Regions from separate parts of the Gossypium arboreum genome. Here region 1 is linked to region 2. A link is a contact called in public Hi-C data. All regions are on one chromosome and are shown on one strand. Each heading gives the region's core, a stretch centred on a gene start, on an enhancer-like site or on the middle of the called end of the contact. The rest is flanking DNA. Distances are from core to core; before and after follow the strand shown.

Evidence for each region. A called contact is a pair of places that touch in the nucleus more often than the background predicts.
Region 1: a Hi-C map of leaf shows a contact between it and region 2, with 2.1 times the contacts expected there. The contact joins the promoter of LOC108479838 here to the promoter of LOC108479252 in region 2. A contact is called at or near these places in 2 of 5 Hi-C or Micro-C datasets (both in leaf).

The regions. Positions count from the first base shown.
Region 1 is chr12:19,211,071-19,214,307 of ASM2569848v2, forward strand. LOC108479838 (CDPK-related kinase 5-like) reads right to left here and starts at 1,756. Exons shown (of 11, transcript XM_017782655.2): 1 at 959-1,756; 2 at 489-619; 3 at 340-381; 4 at 117-225. The coding sequence starts at 1,561.
Region 2 is chr12:19,033,523-19,036,759 of ASM2569848v2, forward strand. It overlaps LOC108479252, which reads right to left and starts at 1,518. Exons shown (of 25, transcript XM_017781732.2): 1 at 1,183-1,518; 2 at 911-1,074; 3 at 666-775. The coding sequence starts at 1,046. LOC108477337 reads right to left here. Exons shown (of 10, transcript XR_001870245.2): 9 at 2,555-3,237; 10 at 2,131-2,348.

The sequences.
Region 1 (3,237 bases), core at 506-3,005, 180 kb after region 2:
CTCAAGGAAAAGCCTTACATAAACCTTAGAAATCTTATATGGGACCACAAAACCAGTGTAATACCACCCAAAAAAAAATATATCAGAAACCTTATTAGAACTGGAAAGATATTCACCTCAGGTTTAAGATCCCGGTGCACAACACCCTGGATATGGCAAAAAGCAACAACGTTAAGTATCTGAATCATCACAGCTTTTGCATCATCCTCAGTGTATTTTCCGCCCCTGCATGATTAGAAGAATACACTTGATAAGTAATCAAATCCAAACTAAGTACATTCAGCCTCAAACTCTTATTTTGGAATCAGAATCAGAAGTAGCTATTATTAGAAAAAATACCTAGAAAGAATTCTGTCCAAGAGCTCCCCTCCTTCACATAACCTGAAAGATACATAGTAACTAATTAGAACCCATCACAAATCATCAAACCAAATGATCCTGAACACACTGAACCCAAAACCGAGTTCATGTTTTCATATGGTACTTACTCCATCACTATGTAGACATTATCATAGTCCTCGTAGGCATCATAGAATTGTACTAAATTGCTATGTCCAGATAGAGCTCTTAATATTTTTACCTCCCTTCTAACATCCTCAATGGCAATTGCAGTAGTCATCTATAAACAAAAACACAAAAATCAACAAGCATAACATATCAATTCAAGGCACAAAAATAGCTATTATACAGAAATAAAATTGTAGAACATAACTCCGTGAGTATACATTTTAATTCCGAGTTATGATTACTCTGTTAAAAAAAAATCAGCAAATTCAATATTTAAATTCATTTTCTTATTTCCAGTAAGTATAAAAATCTAACTGAGGGTCTTCTAGTCGGATCTCGTTTTTTCCATTGTCAAAGAATTTTAATTCAAATCCATAAGCGCAAAAAGGCAAAAGTTCTAAGATTAAAATAAATAAAGTAGATAAAAACAAAAAGAAAATTAAAATGAAACCTTCGCTTTAGGTATAACTTTAACGGCAACTTGTTGTCCTTTAAGCTCTCCTTTCTTAAACTTCGCCGTACAAGTATAACCGAAATGGCCTCTTCCTACTTCGTCTCCGAGCTCATATTTGCTCCCGAAGTGCTTCGAGAAGCCGAAGCTCTTATCCAGTCCGGTACCGGTAGCTCCCGCTGCCTCTGCCTCGCTTCCTTCCGGGATCGCGGCCTCATTCGGCTTCACAGACCCGTGCCTCCGCGCAAGCACTGCCCTAATATGCTTCGCCGGAGACGGCGGAGGGAATGGCCTCCTGAAAAACCGTTTTGGAGTGGAATTGGTTGAAGATCTCGCCGGAGACTTTTTGGAAAACAAGTATTGAGCTGGACTGGGACTATAAAACGGGAAAAACGGCGATTTCTTGCCTTCATTGTTGGAATTGGAGCTTTCTTTTTCTTCTTCTCCTTGTTTACCTTGATCTTCCTTGGAGTTTACACCATCAGGTAAAGGAGAAGCCGAAACAGAGTTAGGCTTGCGGTGGATATCGTTATTCCAGGTATTGATAGAGGCATTTGTAGAATCAGAAGGGTTTGGGGAGGGTTTGGAGGTGCAAAGACCCATTGAAGAGTATGCCTATCTCTCTCTTTTCCCCGGAGAGTAGGATTTTGAATCTCTCCTTAAAGCCTTAAACCATTTCAACAAACTATAAAATTGAAATGAAAACTAATAATAAAAAAACTCAAAGCTTTTGTTGTCTATGCTGTTTGAAAGCGTTAATTGGTGAGATAAGGAAACGACGGGGACTTTACTTTTTCGCTTATCAAAAAATTAATATTATAATTAAATTTTATGTATTTGAAACAGTAATTTTGACTTACCTCTACCAAATTCAGTATTTTGTTATTCATTAATAATAAATATGGAAACATAATTATTTTATTAAATTAAGGATGAATTTAGTATTAATTATAAAAACTAAAATTTTAATATAATTTCATACAAATGTCTTTTCATTAATTTTTTAAGTAAATATTATTGTTTTGTAAGAAAAATTAAAATTAAATTTAGAACCTCGGCCAAATTCCTTTCAAAGTAATTAGCAAAATCATTTTAATCTTGTTGTGGTTAGTATGTTATGTTATGTGGTAATGGAAAAAGATGGGTTAGCTTTTTCGTGGGGACAGTCCAGTGAATATGATTTGGACTGTTTTCCACGTGGCGCAATCTTAGGTGAGTGGCTAATTAATTTAGTTTTGACATGCAGTAATTTGGTGGCGAAATTTCGTGTTCCTCTATTTTTCTTGTTGAGTGTTTACTTACTTGCTTCAGGTTGGGATGTCGATTCTCCTTTTTATTTATTTATTTATTTTTAGTACCAGGAGTCGTTATACTATAATATTTTATTTTATTTTATTCCTTCCATTAAAAATACCTTCAAATTAATTTTATATATTTAAATAATTTATTGTTAAATTATTAATAATTTAGACAAAAATATATCATACTCAATAGATTTATACCCATAAAAAACTTAACCATTCTAAAAAAAATACGCATGGTTGGATCATATATAAATCAATTGGATATGATTTATTTTGTCTAAAAAGTAAATTTTAAAATTATACATGAACTTTTATTAAATGTGCAATATCATATATGAAATTTGATTTTATATAATTTTATAAATGAAATTTTAATTTGATTTAGTTTTCACAAATCGTTAACAAAATTATCAATATAGCACCATTTTATATTACAAATATAAATAATTATCTTTATCAAATATAAAAATAAATCGATATATTTATTTCTTTAAAAGTTTATAATTGAATCAAAATTAAAATTTCGTGTAACTATAATCAAAGTTTCATGTGTATGATTGCATCAAAGTTCATATATCAAATTGCTCATTTAAACAAAGTTCATGTATAGTTTTAATATTTATCCCTTTGTCCAAATTATCAGTAACTTAACAACAAATTGTGATGGTGTCATGATTTGAATAAATTTTTAATCTACAAAGACAAATCTAGATCAAATTTTAGTAGAAGGACTAAAATGAACTTTACATAGTAATATAGGGACTCCTAATAACTTTGACCATTTTTTTCAGTTCCTAGAAGTCAAAACTACTTGGTTTGACTTTTTTTTACTTCATGGACAAGGCTCTCATTACATCCGGGAAAAAGAAGTACATTCAATTTAATGAAATTACTAATAATGATAAAATGTTAAAGATATTGTCCTGAATAAAGAATTATCCAAATTTTTTTTTTGTTTTAAGAGAGTTAGATGAT
Region 2 (3,237 bases), core at 268-2,767:
TTTCTTTAAAATGTAATCCAATAAGGCTCAAGTAAAAATAAAAGGGGTAAAGTCCGTCATGGCAGGGACCTTAAGGATAACATCAAAAAAAAGCAACTGGGATCTAATTATAAATTATAATATCAGAATAATGGAAAGGAACAACAAAATTTTTCCTCATTATATGGGTTAGACAATCTATATATCTAGAATGACTGCCTCGCCACTTTCTCCAACTTGGGAACGACCACACAAAATACATGACCCCTAGAATACCACTAGCATAGATTGGTTTCAATAAAACATCTTACCACAACATATTTTGTGAACAATTGAAAACTGAAAGGAAATGAATTTTAGGAAGCTATCTAAAAGATCAACGCCACACATTGAAAGAACACACCCTACCTTAAAATGCCTCGACATTCTTAGGAACAAAAAAATAAGATTCAAACTATCTCCTCATACTAGAATATTTACAAAGAAACCTGTCTAATGGCAGTAAAATCTAAGATTGAACTAATAGCAATCTTATATGCTCTACCCTCTACATCAATTGATTAACAACTGTACTAATACTAATCTTAATATGCAGTAATTCTATTCTCATGATAATTGAATGCAATTTCTTTTTTGTTCTTTTTTGTGGTAATGATCGAAGCTAACTTTAAAATTGCGGAACCAACCTCAAGAATGGCAATCACAGCGTGACCACTTGTAGGACTATAAGCCATCCGAACCACCGGCGAACCAATGTCTATAGTAGCTAGCTTACTTCCAGTTAAAGCATCAAATTCTGCAACCAAAAAAGATCCAAACATGTTTTAATCCTTTTAAAGCAGATTTAACTGCTCAGCTCTAAAAGTTATCCAAAACCTCTCTAAATTCCTTTTTTTTTAAAAGACAAAAGTTGAACTTTAGTCGTCATTACCGATGATGTAAGTGCCGATGGCAGCGGAAACGAGAGCCTGAGTAGGATGAAAAGCTGCGGCGTGTGGCTGCAACGGTTTGTAAATGCCTCGTGCGACATGGCGTAGATCCAAGTGTTGCAAAGTCGTCCACTCCATCGATTCTTCTTTTGAACTCTCTCTCTATCTCTCACACAGAAAAAGGAAAATCAGAATTGGGAAGAGAGCGGAGACCTAGATCCGATCTGAACTGCACGTTGAGAGTCGAAGGAAATTTTAAATTTAATCTGTTTACCTCTTGTGTTTTCTATGCGGAAGAAGCTCAATTCATCCCGAGATTTCTTTTGAAAGGTAAAATGCATAGAAAAGAATATCAAAATAACAAAAATAAGCTGTGAAATTTAAGAGAAAAAGAATAGGCTGGTCTGGCTGGTTGGTGATGGCGAAACTGAGAGTTGGCCTTAATGGAGGAACAAATATTTGGGCCTCCTTTTATTTGCTGGTTTTATTTTAGTATACTACGATTCAGCCCACTTTGGACTATCGAGTTCATAATATAAAACTTTCTAAAGATATTTAAGATGTTAACGACGGGAAGAGGGGTGGGCAATATTTGGGTCATGTTACACATATCATATTTGTATTAATTGTTTTAGTTAATATATATGAAGTTCCCTGAAATTTGCAATTTGTACTCTTTTTAACTTTAATTGGTATCTAACCTTAAAATTGCAATTTCAATTTGGTACTTTTTTTAAGGTATCTAACATTATTAATATACACGGACATGGCAACATGTCAATCTCACATTGACAGGTGACAAAAAATTAAAAAAAAAATTTAAAACTAAGTACCTACACTTGACTTAAATTTACATTTTAATAACTAAACTTGACTTAAAAGGAACAAATTGGTACTTAAGAGTTTTTTTTATCGAATAGGTACCTAAACTTGACCTCAGTTCAATTTGATATCTAAACTTTTTTTTATTATCCAATTAGGTACCTGAACTTGGCTTTTTTATTCCAATTAATACCTAAACTTAGCTTCATGGTTCAAATAAGTCATTCACAGAAAGTATTAATTTGGACCAAAAAGCCAAGTACCAATTTGAACCAAGAAGCCAAGTTCAAGTACTTAATTGCACCAAAATAAACTTTAGGTACCAAATTGAACTTTAAGACCAGGTTCAAGTACCTAATTGGAGTAAAAAACATGCAACAATATGAACTTTAAAACCAAATTCAAGTACCAAAATAATATATTTACCCAATTTTGACATATTTAATAATATTTTCACGTCTATATTCAAATAGCTGACACCAAAAAAAAAAAAAAAATCGAAACACAGACATGCATATAGCTCAGCCATCAGCTAGTCTTGTCCAGGAACAGGTAACTCCATGGGTCACCATCAGCAGTGGCTATCAATGACTAATCTTTGGCATGAATAAGGCCCAACTGCTATAAAACAACAAAACTATCAGTATATTGCTTACAAAGAGTTATAGTTGATCGGTTTAGATCAACTATCCGTCAAGCAAATCTTCATATATTTAATCTACACTGTAAAACTAAAATATCAACAGAAAGCAATTTGTGGCCTTAAAAAGTGCGCAAAATTTATGCAAAGAATTGCATTGTTCAACCATATTACTATTACATACTATGAAAAGTGCAGATGTTCGTTTCCTATTTATCTTTGCATGATTTCCATGCTGAGAACGTAACTTCCAGCTGTTGCTTGTGCATTGTAGCATCCTAATGAAAATTGAGTCAAAAGAAATTTTGCGTCCATTTACACGCCTTTACTGCAGAAAGGGATCAGTATAACTGCCTGTCAACATTCATCAAATCTGGAGATTGGATCAAATTCCTTTATCTATTGCAAAAGTCAGGATTTGAGTTGGGATGGTGGCTGTAATTGTCAGTTGAACTGCTGGTTTTGAGAAGCAGGTATTGTCCATGGATCTACATATGGTCTAAAGGACAATGACCTTACCATTGTTGAAGTAGATCCGATATTATAGCTGGCAAACCCATGTGGTGCACTCCGGTGGTTAAAGTTTCGTTGAGGTTGATATGGATTTAGGATAGTACCGGCATATGAATGATGAAAGGCACCTGTATCTTCAGCAAAATGAACGGGTTTTTCATAACTATAAGAAGTATTAGAGACTCTAAACCTTGAGTTTTGCTTCTTTTTCACTTTTCCAACTGGAGAAGACACTTGGTAATTGTTACCCATACTTGGACACCTTGGAATAGGGGTTTTTCTTCGTGGGTTATTAATCTTTCCCCTGTCCGGTTCAGTAGTTTTTCTTTTTTTCAATGGTCTTGATTGATGTGA